Linked DNA regions of Mus musculus: region 1 is linked to region 2. The links are chromatin contacts, called in public promoter capture Hi-C maps. All regions are on one chromosome and are shown on one strand. Each heading gives the region's core, a stretch centred on a gene start, on an enhancer-like site or on the middle of the called end of the contact. The rest is flanking DNA. Distances are from core to core; before and after follow the strand shown. Region 1 overlaps Rslcan18 (regulator of sex-limitation candidate 18). Region 2 overlaps Ptdss1 (phosphatidylserine synthase 1).

What was found. Capture Hi-C pulls out chosen DNA fragments and counts their contacts.
Region 1: a promoter capture Hi-C map of liver shows a contact between it and region 2. The contact joins two enhancer-like sites. A contact is called at or near these places in 2 of 39 promoter capture datasets (3T3-L1-derived adipocytes and embryonic stem cells), 1 of 484 Hi-C or Micro-C datasets (nephron progenitors), 1 of 115 datasets of contacts at active chromatin or transcription factors (large pre-B cells) and 3 of 9 other capture datasets (adipose tissue, liver and pancreatic islet).

Annotation. Positions count from the first base shown.
Region 1 is chr13:67,103,094-67,110,507 of GRCm38.p6, forward strand. It overlaps Rslcan18 (regulator of sex-limitation candidate 18), which reads right to left. Exons shown (of 7, transcript NM_001256052.1): 3 at 4,877-4,960; 4 at 4,475-4,526. Among named protein-coding and RNA genes, the nearest start is that of Rslcan18, 7.2 kb to the right of the region's middle. Within about 2 kb of position 5,553, at least 413 of the 459 cell types and tissues checked have an H3K27ac peak or open chromatin away from gene starts, as enhancers often do. A contact at or near this core is called in liver, where this site is marked.
Region 2 is chr13:66,972,980-66,980,197 of GRCm38.p6, forward strand. Ptdss1 (phosphatidylserine synthase 1) reads left to right here. Exons shown (of 13, transcript NM_008959.3): 8 at 1,466-1,578; 9 at 3,767-3,832. Among named protein-coding and RNA genes, the nearest start is that of Mterf3, 44 kb to the left of the region's middle. Within about 2 kb of position 5,137, at least 5 of the 459 cell types and tissues checked have an H3K27ac peak or open chromatin away from gene starts, as enhancers often do. A contact at or near this core is called in liver, where this site is marked.

The sequences.
Region 1 (7,414 bases), core at 4,303-6,802, 130 kb after region 2:
GAACGAATCCAAAAGGGAATGCAGGTTGTATGCTTGTATTATGCACCACTTTATACTAAAGTCATAGTGTGTGAGAAGTCACTTCTCAACATGCAGTACACAGAACAATGAATGTGAAGTGAAATTAAAATGCGGATTCTGATAGAGACACTGTCCTCAAGTCCAGCTTTCCTAGTATGCAGAGTTCAGTAGTAATAGTGAATTTGTAGGAGTTTGGAAGTGCTCCTATTTATCTACTTATTCCTTATTTAAGAAGTATAGAATTGCTCTTGCTCTTATCTTCTTGCTCCTGTTCTGTCCTCTCGCCCTTTCCCCCCTCTCCCTCCCCTTGCTCATGGCCAGCCTCTACTTCTCTACTCTACTCTCTCTGTCTCTCTCACTCTCTCTCTGCCTTTCTGTCTCTACTACCCTCTCAACTCCCCTCTCCATGCCCTGGATAAACTGTTCTATACTTAAAAAATAATATTAAGTATAGAATTTAGAGAAATGGCTATAGATAAGCCTGGTAGAATTCTTCCATAAATCTATCTGGGCCTCTGTTTCCTTCCTTTCTTCCTATCTTCCTTCCTCTTTCTCTCTCTCTCCCTTTCTCTCTTTTCTTTCTTTCTTTCTCTTTCTTCCTTTCTTCCTTCCTTTCTCTCTCTCTCTCTTTCTCTCTCTCTTTCTTTTTTCTTTCTTCCTTTTTCTTTTTCAGGAAAAGGAACTAGTTTTTGTGTGTATGTTCTCCTCATTTGTATGGTCTGATCAGGTTGCTGGTCTCCTCTTGGTTTACATGGGTGGTCTGGAGGAATCTAGAAATGGAATAGGGGACAGGTTTCTAAAGTATTCCCTTATAAGGCTTTGTGTTTCTCCAGTGTCTGCTGCAGTGTTCCCTGATTATCCTGGTCTGAATTGAGATCCCTCTTTTCTTCCCTTAAGTCAGTTAAGCCAACAAAAACTCTTCTTAATTGTCCTAAGAACCACCTCTGAGTCTCACTGATTGTTTTTGTAGATTTTGTGGTTTCTATTTTGTCCTTTTATGCTCTCATTTTTATTTTTGTCTACTGAATTTTTGCTGCTGCTTCTTCTTCTCCTCCTTCTCCTCCTTCTTTGTAATTCTTGAGTATTTGTGTTCCTTGTGTCTTTTTTTAAACATATACTTTTAAAGCTATGAGTTTCCATCAGAGGACTTTAAGTTCATTAAGTTCCAGAAATTTTTTGAAATCCATAAGATCCTCAGACAATTCATTCCTAAGTTCTAAAAGACTAGAGATTCCAACTTAAACTACTATACTCAGCAAAAATTATCTGATGCAGTTGAAGGAGAAAGAACTTTCCAGGATACAAACAGGCTAATTCATGTTGATCAAACCAGTCCAGAAAAGAACCCTGGCAGCAGTGCTTTAGACTACAGAGAGGAATAAGCAGAGCCAAGACTGTAAGAAGAGAAGAAAGGAAGGTACAGTCACTCAGACACAAAGTGTGACAAAGAATGCCAAAAGGGAGGTTGGGGATTTAGCTCAGTGGTAGAGCGCTTGCGTAGCAAGCACAAGGCCCTGGGTTTGGTCCTCAGCTCTGGGGAAGAAAAAAAAATGCCAAAGAAAGAAAAAAAAAAAAAAAAAAAGGCAGACAGTAGTGGAGCACGCTTTTGATCCCAGCACTTTGGAGGCAGAGGCAGGTGGATCTCTGTGAGTTCTAGGCCATCCTGGTCTACAGAGTGAGTTCCAGGACAGGGGCTTCATAGAGAAGCCTTCTCTCAAAAACAAGACAAAATAAAACAAACAAAACAAAACAAAAAACAAAAGAAGAAAGCAGTAACTGAGTGGGGAAGCAAGCAGAACTCTACCCTTGTATGTACCTGAATAGCATTTATGCAAAAATGTATACCACTTCTTATTTTTCTTTTATAACATTGTAAAAAAAAAAAAATCAAGTGAATTTTTACAAGTTGGACTTCATCTTATTTTAGATGACCTTCTACTTGGGGAGTGGGGGGGGGAAGAGTATAGAGAACATTAACATATTTGCATCAAAATAGTGCTGAGATCTGCTTTTATAACTGAAATAAGAAAATTATTATGAAGTCAGACATAGAAACATGGTAAAATTATATTTAAATCAGTTGCAGCAAGAGTTAAAATGGGGACTTTGCATTAGGAAAAACCATGATGTATATGTGACTCTGACAACAGGAAAAATGTGTAACTATACACAACACGCATTTGACTGAAGATGGTACTTTGGTTCTTTCTATGGACACCACTGTGACATGCATGAGAAAAATTAATGTGACAGCTATTCATTTCTACTTTAACTTTTTTCTTTCATTTGTTTTTATTCACTTGTCAACTATAATAAGTTTTCCATAAAATATGAATTCCATGAATAGTGCAGGTTCCATGTATGAAGCCAAACCACACTTAGTTGGTTTGAATCTCATTCCACACTCCCAGTACATCCCAAAACATTCTTCCCATCAGGTGAGACTGAATGGATTTTATTCCAGTGTTCTATTCCTAGCTCACACACTAAAGGCTGACTGAGCCACTACCCAATGGAATAAATTCCTCAGAAAGATCCAAATGTTCCCAATGGAAATGCATGGTGAGTATTGACCAAGACAGAATGTGCCAGAACAAACTTTAGTGAGGAACCCACAAACTGCGGCTCAGGTGCTGCACAGAGGAAGATGACAAACTGAGGGCGTGTCCTTCAAAGAACAGCAAGGGCTTGGAACACAGCTCAGGGGAGAAGTTTTTACTCAGATATGTGAGGTCTGGGTTCGTTCAACTCCCAGCAGGCAGGAGGCAGAGACGATGCCATGTGTGTCCACTCCCTGTCTACATGTAAAGCAGCAAGGTACGACTTGGAGGACAGCCTCTGATATTCAGGTGTTTTCCTCTGGATGTGAAGAGCGGTACAGGCTTCCAACTCCTATGGCGTTTCAGGTATGACCAATGCAATGAGTTCTGATTTGCCTTCCTCAGTCAGCCAAGGGAAAGAGTACTGAGCGGTGGATCAAGGCCCAGTAGACATGATCCTACAATACTTCACAAGCTCCAGTACCTGTACTCCAGGGCAGTCACTCTGTGCCCAGACTGATGATCCGTGTCCGACATGGTGGAAAGAAAGAAGCAAATCTCTAACCGCTCTTCTGGCCTGCTCAGGAACAGCATGGCAAGTGGTTCCACGTGTATCCACAGACACACAGTCGGTCAGCCAGCCAATCAACACAGTAAACTGTACCGAAGGGAATGTCATTAGATTCATGTGACACAACACAGAGTAGAGAGAAAAGAGAGTTCAGGGTTGTGGCACACATCTTTCAATGTAGGTCTTGGATGAGGCAGACATAGTACCAAGTGTTCGAGGTAAGCCTTGTCTATATTGGGAGTTCAAGGTTAACATGTAGTATGTAAAGTCTTCCCTCATAAAAACGAGACAGAGAGAAATGTGGAAAACAAAGATTTTAGAAAATATGGTCTTTAATCTTACATTATTTGAAAAAGCGAACCATACAAATTAAAACCTGTACTTCAACAAATACCGGCCTAGATAACCCTAAATTAATTCACATGGGGTGAAGATAACAGGGGCTCCTGACATAGGAGGAGCCTCTCTAGGTTCTCTCTGCAGAAACAGCACTTGGGGAAGCTGAGGGATGACACATTACAATGGACAGATGAAAAAGAACAGCATAAATACACAAGCAAAGCCTAGGACTGTAAGCTTACCAAGCAGTTCATCCCTAACAGACTTGGAAAAGAGAGGAGGCCACAGAACAAGGACTTGTTCTAGATCCTCGCAAGTGAAGAGCGGTGAGAAGCCTATATAAACAATTAGTATCCTGAAAAACACCTCCCATCAGAAGAGCAGATGAGAGGCTGAGGAGATGGCTCAGTGGTTAAACACACTGGCTGTTCTTCCAGAGGACCCATCTGTGGGCTCACAGGCATTTGCAACTCCAGTTCCAGGGGACCCGCCCCTTGCCTGTCTTTAATAGGCACCAGACATACAAGTGATTCACAGATATACCTGAAGGCAAAATACTCATTAACACACACACACACACACACACACACACACACACACATATATAGATGAGAGAGAGAGAGAGAGAGAGAGAGAGAGAGAGAGAGAGAGGGAGAGAGAGCACAGAGGGAAACATCAATGGAGAAGGCTAATGAATCCCAAGTCACAAGAAGTATCAAGGAAGTTGTTTAATAGAAAACTCAGAATTGTCTTAAGGAAAACAAAAAACAAAAACAAAAAACCTAGACTTTTCCACACGTGAGAGATGAGAAGCACACCCTTCCATGTTCTTTACCCAGGAGATGGCCACCTGTCAGCAGGAAAACTGCTCAGCTCATAGACCAGCAAGAGCATCGTGAAGATAGAGACACTTCCCTGAGAGAACTAGAGCAGGTCCCCAATGGAAGCTGCAAGGATCATCACCTAATGCTGTCCCACACAGAACCACCACAGCACAGCTCACCAACTGATGCTGATAGGAGTCTGCTCTTCTCAGGCCACTGTGGACTGACTGCCTGTGGGTGGAGGGCAGAAGGTCTGTCGCTATGGTCTCACTAGGTGGGTTTTGACTAAATTCATGGAAACACTCCAGGACACTTAAGCTTAAGCGTGACAAAGTTTACTTTCTAGGTGGAAGAAATGCAACGCCTTTCTGGCCAGGGAGCAAAATGTGATTTCCTAAGAATTGCTTCGTCGTATCACCTAGTCCCCTGATCGGAATATGGAATCTCACTGCCCCCTCCTTCAGTGGAACCTGGTTCTGGACACAAGCCTAGAACAACAGAATAGAGTGGAAGTCACAAGAACTCTCGCACCTCCTGTCTGTGTGCCTCAGAGACATTTTGTGAGAGAAGTCCTGACAAACCTTGCCCTTCTCGAGTGTAGGTTCATCGTCCCTGTCCATTCCTTTTCCTCTCCTCGTTCTTCTAGAATGTAAGAGTTTATAAACCTTATAAACAAGAACACTAGATGTTTTACAAACTTTATAAACACGAGTACTTCGTTGCTATACAGTGCGGTCGTGACCAGAAACTCCACTTTCTCTAGACGAGCGGGGAAACCTGGCTACAGCCAGAAGAGAGTGAGTCAGCTAGTACCAGGATGCTTCCACAGCCAAGCTGGAAAGAGAGCTCCCAGCCTTGCCTTTCTTTCCACCATGTGGGAAGCATGTCTGAAGCAGCAGTAGACTGATGGCTGCTCCCAGCACCATCGCCGCCGTCCTCTCCGCAGCGCTGACTTAAATCCTGACTCAGCAGCCCAGCCTTGGTTAGAACAGCCCCTCCAAAGTGAGCTTTTCCCTATTTCATAGATGCCCCGTGACAACTCCTTTAAAGATGGACCTACCCGTCCACACTGCACAATCCCTCGGGCCTGGCGGGCTGCTCTGCACCCTGAACCAGCCTTCACCTCAGAGATCCAACTCCAGCAGGGTAGTTAGAAACTTGTTTGAGTCCAAAGTGGAAAAGGACTCGCTATGAAGGGCGGAACATGCGCAGAAAGAACTCAAAAGGCGCTCTGGCTTCCCTTGCTTGTTACGTCACATCGAGGGAGACTACATTTCCCATAAGTCTGTGTAATGGAGATCCAAGAGTCGCTGAATCCTATGTGAAAGGATGGAAACACACAGGTTCTGCCGCTAGAGGGAGACAGTGGAAGGAAATCAGGCTGCTTTTAAAGTCTTCTGCTCACAACTGTGATGTTGGAATGTGAAACCTTACGCTAATGTTTATTAAGTGTACTGGTTATTTCTGGTCACTTTACTGTGGTTTCACTCAGCTCTGCTAACTGTAGGAAAACGTTCATTTGACTCAATTTTTACTTGGAGATAATTACAAAAAACTAACATGGGAAGTCACCGCTACGTCTTTCGAATGTGCTTTGAAGACAGGTTCGGCGGCAGCCACCTGGTGGCAGCTGCTCCTGTATTGAAATGAAAAGAACAAAAAGGAATTGGAGGAAGCTGGGTGATGTGACAAGTTCCATAAAGTCAGGAGGCCTTGGTTTTAGTGTGCGACACTGAAAACAGCCCACACAGGAGAACCAAAATCAGTCTTGTGGTGGCAGGGACACAGAGAAATTATTCCCTGAATACCGTGGTCTCAGAAATATGTTCCCGGGAACACAAAATGAGCTACAAACCCACTTTGCAGCATGGATGTGTGTACCCTCCTGTCTTTTCATAAGGATTGTCACTCCTGTATCTGTCACTGCTGAGGTCAAATCATATACAAACTCTATACATGTTAGTACTTGCAACAGACACTGATTCTCAAGGAAACTATTTCTGAGCAGACATACTGGGAAGTTCATATTTCATTTTCTCTCACCATAAGCCACTCACATTTTCTCTCTATGGCGTTTTTGTTGTTACTACTTCCTTGAAATGATTGATCATGAGTTGAGTCATAGCAGGTGACAGGTATATAATACATTTACGTTATAATGTACTCGGGAAATGAATACTACACTGCGGTAAAGAAGGAGGCAATAATGACAAGAGAATCCTGCAAGGTTAACAATCCGAAGTATGTCTTCAGAAGAGGTACAAAACTACATTCCCAGTATGTCTATGTGTTTCCTGATGAGAGATGTGTTAATGAAGGTTCCTACAATGTATCTGGGGTAGTGGTACTAGCTCAGTATGTGGTGGCCATAGGGACTCTTGAAAATTGCACAAACAGTTGATTTTACTGGATTTTTCAGGAACATATTTTTAATATGACTTTTAGCAGGTATTTATTCATGTATTTTGTATGAACATTTTTAAAGTGAGGGAATAATATTACCTTCAAATATCACTTTCTTTTCTAAAGTAAAAACCTATTATTTAATGTTCTTTTCTTGGTTTAGTCCAAACAAGTTTTCTCTGTGTAGTCCTGTCAGTCCTAGACCTAAATCAGTAGACCAGAATGGCCTCCAACTCAGAGATCCACCACCCACTACCTCCTGAGTGCTGGAATTAAAGGCGAGCATCACCATGCCCAATGGAAATTTTAATTATATAATTTTCTTTCAATTTTATGTGTATATGTCGGTGTACACACGTATGTAGAATGTATGCATGTACTTTTTTTGTACATTAGCCTGAGCATGTTAGATTAAGGGACCTGATCCTCTGGAACTACTGCTACATGTACTTGAGAGCCATGATGTGCTTGTTGGAAACCAAACCCAGATTCTCGGCAAGAAGACTAAATTCTCATAACTACTTTAGCCTTCAAACTTACACTTTGAAGTGAACTTGCCAAACATCACACCTAATGAGAATGTTTCAATGAGGGGAAATTAAATGAACAAGATATTATACAACCTATCTTATTAGAGGTAATAGATAAATTTGTCAGCAGGGTCTAAACAAACACATTCAGCCTGAGAACTTAACTTCTGGTAGACTTTTTCATAA
Region 2 (7,218 bases), core at 3,887-6,386:
TGCTGGATATAGAATCCATGGTGTCCAAGAAATGTCCCGTATCCTATCCTCAACAGATACTGAAGGGCAGTTTATAAAAGTGAGACTCTTCAATGGCTTGTTGAGCTCTGTCTTTTCCTTATTAGAAAAAAGCACAGCCTATTTTTCTAGGTCCTTGTACTTGCAATGCAAACACCCTATTACTGAATCTTTTCTTGTATTCCTAACTCTTTGGTGTACAAAATTGTACCTGTGCTGTAGAAATGGAAGCATTGGTTAGTGTGGATCTTGGAGAAAACTAGGGGAGAAAAGCAAAAATTCCAGATAGTCAGAAATCTCAGTAGTCTTAGGAGAACTCTCATGCCTCAGGCGGTGTCCCCTTCCCTCCCCCCCCCCCCCTTCTCATCTCCAGGGATTTTTACAGCTTCTGGAGACTCGCTTTCGGAAGCTGGGTTTTGTTTTGCCTAAAGGTTCTTTAAGAGTCATCAAACATAAAATGTTGGTATTTTCACACATGCGCTGGGTTGCATATATTCATACACTACTCATAATTTGTAATTAAATGGGAATTTTGAAAATTAAAATACAAAGGAAAAGATCAGAAGATATTACTTTTAAGAAGAAAATATTTTGTTCACACATGGAAAGCAAATCCTTTCTTGATAGATGGAGAAGAGTAAGAAAATAAATCATTACTATGGTTTAGTGATGTCACTATCTCTCTATATCTATAAGATTGGTCTGAAGATTCAGCCAACTGTAAATAAAAATATTTTCCAAAAATGCTTGCAAACTGGGAGTGGTGCTGCACATTTGACCATCCCAGACCTTGGAAGAATGAGACAAGATGATTAATGCAAGTTCAATACCAACCTTGGCTACATGATACCAGGTCAACCAGCCTGCATAGCAAGACCCTATCCTGGAACACTGCCAACAAAAATTGAATCTGCCCTTAACACACACACACTATATGCCTCTGTCATCTCTCAGATGGACTTCAAGCTTCATAGGTCAGTGGTGATTTATTTAGAGTTGGACTTTCGTTAAACCTGGCCTGATTTTCAAGGCTACTTACAGAAGCTAGCTTACTCTGCCCAAGGAGTTCCTTCATTGTGGAGACATTTTAAAATATGAGCCTGTCCTAGCAGATCACACAGAGAAGCCAAGTGACATGCAAAATAGAAAGCATTTCAGTTCCTTGATGACCAGAGGTCATACCCTCCCTTCCCACCACTGCAGTCATACATATACATGTACGTGCACATGCACACACGTGCATACACATGCCCTGGCCTCCTCCCAGTTGGCCAGTGCTTAGTAATGGCTGTTACTACTTAAAGTATCAATTCTTGGGAAAGCTCATATATTTTCCGAAACCACTTCAGATAGGCTGGTTATTTTTAGCTCTAGAATGCCTGTTTGAGGATTGGCATGCTCAGACGTCGACTTGCCTACCACAATGACTGACCTCTCTTCTCTTCAGTTGACTGAGTTGAATACCTTCTTCTTGAAGCACATCTTTGTGTTCCAAGCCAGCCATCCCTTAAGCTGGGGTAGAATCCTCTTCATCGGCTGCATTACGGCTCCCACAGTGAGGTAATTCTGTCCAGTTGCACTGCCATTTGTTGAAGACATATGCTTATGTTTTCTTTCTTAGCATAAAGTCTATCACATCAGCTAGAAATTTTTCTGTGAAAATGCCATTCTAAACAAGTGTTCATCCAAAATATAAAGAAAACATTTTTATTTGAGACCTCAGTACAACAGTGTGAGCTTGTAAGAGAAAGAGACTATGTAGTGGTATGGCCATACAAATGCCCTTGTTTTCAGCCCGTGTAGTCGGTCCCTGCTAAGTAATGATGAATGATGATTAGAAGAAATGGCTGAGATAGTCTCTTTGAGCAAGGTAGTCAGTCCCTCCACGTGTGTAGTTAAAATGGATATTTAAAATGATGATGTGGCTAGTAAGACGGCTCAGCAGGTAAAGACACTTTCTGCCAAAGCTAACAAAAACTGTTAAAAAGTAGTAAAGGTGACACTAAGGTTTCCTAAAATGATTGGTAAGTAGAAAAGTTTGTATAGAGTTGAAGTCATGAGCGACAGACTTTAGTTTTAGAACGGAACTTCATTGAGACTCAATCAAGCTGATTCCTTTTTAAGTTCCTGTAGTCCTTCAGGACAGCCATGATGAGCTTCGCTGTCCTTGTGAATACTTTGCTGTATTCATGTAGAGCTGGAGGAATGGCATCATTCACTGCTCTTCAGGAACACCCATGAGGGGCAGCTTAAAGCAGAACTTTTTTTCTTGTGTTAGTTTCCTATTTTAAAGTGGCATTTACACTGTATAGCTCATAAAGAGTACAGTAGCCACATCTGAGATCTGCTGAAGAAACAGGTAGGAACTAAGCAGTTAGAGGAGTTGCTACCTTTTAAAAAAAACATAGGATTGTTTAGCTTGCCTTCCCCACCTTTTTTCCATTTTAAATGCTTTTGTGTTGCACTCATGCACATGCGTGCCACAGTACTCTTGTGGATGATCAGAGGACAAGTTGCAGGAGTCTGTTCTTTCCTCTCACCATATAGATCTTGGGAATCAAACTCTAGATTGTTAGCTTTGGCAGAAAGTGTCTTTACCTACTGAGCCGTCTTACTAGCCACATCATCATTTTAAATATCCATTTTAACTACACAAGTGGAGGGACTACCTTGCTCAAAGAGACTATCTCAGCCATTTCTTCTAATCATCATTCATTATTACAATAATCAAACATCAGCAAACAAAATTAGGAAAATTAATATTGATCTAGTAAAGACAAATAAGGTAATAAAAATATGGGTAAATGAGAGAAAACCTGTTTTCAGATGTTTTGATTGGGGTCTTTGAAGTAATGAGGTCATAGTTCATGCATGAGTGTTGTATAGTATCTTAGTCCCACAGAGTTTAATGTAAAGTCTTTTGTGCATATATTATATTTCTTTGCCATAGAATCTCTCAAATCCTCAAGGGAACCTGTAATTCTCCCAAAATTCTGGTTCACTTGACTTCTGTAGGCTTGGACAGACCTTAGGAGTGTTTGGGAGACTACAAGCCACACTGCTATTGACACCACTCCAGTCACATGTAAACAAACACACCAGATTTCCAAGTGTTACTTCAAAGGCAATACAAAATATTATTCTAGTATTTTGATATAACTTATGTATTGGTCGCTTTATTAAAGTGACTTGCATATGTCTTCTTTATCTTCATTTGACAGCTGGAAATATTTGAACAGCATATATAGTTGTGGGTGCTGCTCAGAGCACTTGAACACCCTTTGCTAAACTTGTCACCAACACTCAGTAACTATAGTGAAGTGCAGCTGGGGCCCCTCTAGTTTCTGCAAGACAAAGATGTCTACATTTTTACCTGGTTACAGTAAACACCCATAAACCTGAGGATGCCATAAGAGACAGTTGAAGAAGCCTGTAGTTAACCCTCTGGAATGGTCTCCACTCCACAGAGAAGCTATGTCAGGCTCAGGCTGCTCAGGACTGTGGCAGTGTTACTAGACCAAAGCTGCCTTTGCCAACAGTGTGATCCTGTAAGCTGAGCTTCCTTCACCCCCATCTGACCCAAATTCAGAATCTCTTAGAGCAATGTTTCAATAGCCCTGGCTGTCTGTTCCCTTGCATCAAATTAGACCAGGCTGCTGGAGTATGGCAAGCAAGGCAGAGCAGGTTTTATGTTCCTCTGTGGTGCCATTGTGTAGAAATCTCATGGATTCTAATTCTGTTTTTTCAGACAGTACTATGCCTACCTCACGGACACACAGTGCAAGCGTGTAGGGACACAGTGCTGGGTGTTTGGGTGAGTATTTGTGATTGTAGGGGTTTTGAAGCCATTTGAGCCCCTAAGTTTCTTTGAATAGTTTTTGTTAAGAGTCTTCAATGTAATTCCCCATGAAGGAAGTTGATCAAGGTAAGAAACTATTTCTGATAGAACTCAGAGACCTTGCTTTATAAAATAAATTAGATCCAGTATGGATCTGTTGAATTTCTCTGAACATATTTGAGTTTGGGACATCTGCCCTGGGTTAAGCAACACTTTGTGTTATTTTGACCTTAGAAGGCCCCCCAAAAAACCAGCTTACTGCATATTCAATATAATTTTATAATAATAAAATAATTTTATTGCTTCAAGAATTAACGCAGACACATGGTTACAAATTGTGGGTACAAGTGCTATTTCCTAATATACTGTTTACTGTTTCACATTCCTAGTTTCCCCTCCAAATCCCCTTATGGGTGAGTCTCTTTTCTGTGTGTCATGTAGGTCACTCTGCTGCTTAAATACCAACCATCTATCATTATATTTCTTCACATCTAGAGTTCAAGAGGGGTCTGAGTAAACCTGTATAGGAAGTTAATTCCTTGATGTAGCCTAGGTTCAAGACTTAATCTAGGTTCTAATTTGAGTGGATAGGATAGGATAAATGACTACAGGCAGAGTTAGAAATCACTGCACACATTGGTAAAACTTCTAAGCAAAATACAAAAGAAACTCATGTAAAGATGATCCAGAGGTGAACGGCCGGGACCCTGCCTTCCCTGTAGCACTCTCCCGTGGGCCTGCGTATAAACAGGCACCCGTTGGGAAGATTCAGAAAGCTTCTCTATGATTTTACAGAAGGAAGGACGCCAGGCTTTAGCCAGAAGTGGAGGAAGACGTGTCTACATCCCATACAACTGACCTTTAATCTTTTGGAAGGTAGGAAAGGTAGAGCAAAGGTCAAACAGGGCCACCCACCTCAGGTTTCCTTTCCGTAATTTCACAGTTTTCTCCTGAAGGAGATACTTTGTTTTGTTTTATATAAACATTAACTCTGAATTACTGAACTACTAATTACAGACTTGCTAAGTCATCTCCCTCAGTTGAAACATAGGTCTAAGTTTTGTTTTGTTTCTCACCTGTATGTAGTGTGCGCATGCAGGTGGAGGCCCAACGGTGAGTCAGTTGTCTTCCTCAGTCCCTTCCTACTGTATTCATCGAGGTACCCTCCGTTGAATCCAGAGCTTAGTAGTTGAGAGAGACTGATTGGTCAGGTTGTATCTGAGTCCCTCTTGTATCGGCACGCCACCTTGTTCTGAGCACTTACTGGCTTGGGAACCTGAGCTCCTGTCACCAGGCTTTCACTGCAAGTACTTTGCCCTCTGAACCACCTCCCCGTGCCTGGATCTGAGGCTTTTCAGAAGACGTTCTCATAAATGTGTTGACATTCTTCCCAGTTCATAGCCTCAGACTGTTCAAGAACAGATGCAGGCATAAAATGGGAAGAGTAAGCTGTCGAGAATAGATAACTACTAGTCGTGTGAGGTCTCCTCCTGACTGGGACCCTGATCAGTGGTTGCTGTCTTGCTGACTGACCACACTGTCTAAGCCCTTTGCTGAGCCTCTCCTCCGGGGCCCACCATGCCTTTACTACAGCCCTTGGTACCCTTTCTACTCTCTTTACACCATCATCCTCTCCTCTCTCAGTTCCCAGCTTGCCACTCTCCCTTCTCAGCATAAGAAAACCTCTCTCACATCTCAAGAACTCTCGAATTAGCTTCTAAGTGATTTTAGTAGCTGATTTTCTTTTCCTCAGATTGCATCTCGCCTTAAACCCTAAAGGTATAGATCCCGATGTGGATTCAGGACCTTTCCCCTTTCCCCTTGGGGTTCCTGAGCTCAGGAAGCCCTAGAGCACAATCATAGCTTTCTCTCTCAACCTCAATGAAACTCTCACTTCCTCCAAAATAAGGTCTTGATTCTTTCCAGCCAGAACTAGAAGACCGCTCCCAAACCCTAGGATCACTGTCTGGCTTCCTGAGTGACCGTGATGAGTTAAATTAGAAAATACTCACCAAGTTTCCAATCTTGAGTGTGGTTCTGATTATCCTCCGCAGATCCTCTCCTGTAGGAATCATCTAGAGGAACAGGAACAGGTTTGTTTCCTGCTGATTAATGAGCTAAAAGACAAGACACGTTTGAAAGTCAAAGCCAAAGTATATTCAAAAGGACAATTTTATTAGATTTTAAGAGAAAAAAACACGAGGACAGACCAGCTATAACTCTAAGCAGCCTCCCAGAGAAAGAAAATGCTGTGTAAGTTAAGCCAAAGTGGAGGTCAACCACATGACACAATAGGGTTTAGAAATAGTATGAGGAATTGTTTTGGAATTTTCCAGAAAAAAAACAAACACAAACCCCTAAACCTACTAGGTTCTAACTAGAATCTCAGAGGGACGGGAAAGTTACATGGAAAGGTCAGTAGACTCAACAGAATTTTACAGTGGCTGGTAGAGACTGCTAGAAATAGAGACTCTGGAGGGGAAAGGCCATATTTCACTAAAGGAATTATTCCACTTATCTCTTTAGCACAGCTAATAGTAGTTTCACCTTTCTAAGGTGCAGTCCCTTGCCCAGGTGATTGGAATAAAACTGTTTTGGGTAGTTTGGAATGCTATGTCTCAAGCCAGGCCAGATAGATAAATATAAATAGAGATTTTTTTTTCCTCTTTGGCATAAGAAAGGTCCCTTAATTGGCCTTTACTGATGCAGGTGGCCCACATGGTTGTGGTGTTGATGTGGTTATAATCTAGAGATGGTTCTGATGGCAGAATAAAAGCCCCTTACATGCTGCTCAGGGTTAGACTTGTACACTTAGTTCTAGAAATAACTCCAAATACCATCTAGCTCCATTAGCAGAGGGATTCTGCATCCCTGCCCATGCATTAACATACATTTTCCGCCCAGTGGACCTAGTTACAGAATGGAAGACCTGTGACTGAGGAGGCTAGCATCTCCAGTGTCTGCCCCATGGCAGAGGCCTCGGGCAATTCCAATATTTGTCTTTTATCTTTGCTTCTTCAAAATGAGGGTGGCAGCAGACATCAAAGGTTCAGAAGAGAGGCACTGGCTGAGATCCATCAGGCTGTATTGTCAGCTACCTCTTTCAGTCTGGGAAAGAGTCCCCATATTTACATTTGAACTGAATAAGGAGAAATGTTCACCCCAGGGCATCTGGAGGTAGATGGGAAGGTAGGGGGTATCTCAGTGAACAGGCTTTGAGTTGGTGAGGAAAGCTATGCTAACCTTTCAGAAGGTTGTTATTGCATAGGAATCTGTCCCTTGAGTTGAAGACTGGGTGGTGCTTGAATGAGTTCCTGTGATTATTAGAACATTCTCACCTTTCCCACCATCTCCTCTGATCA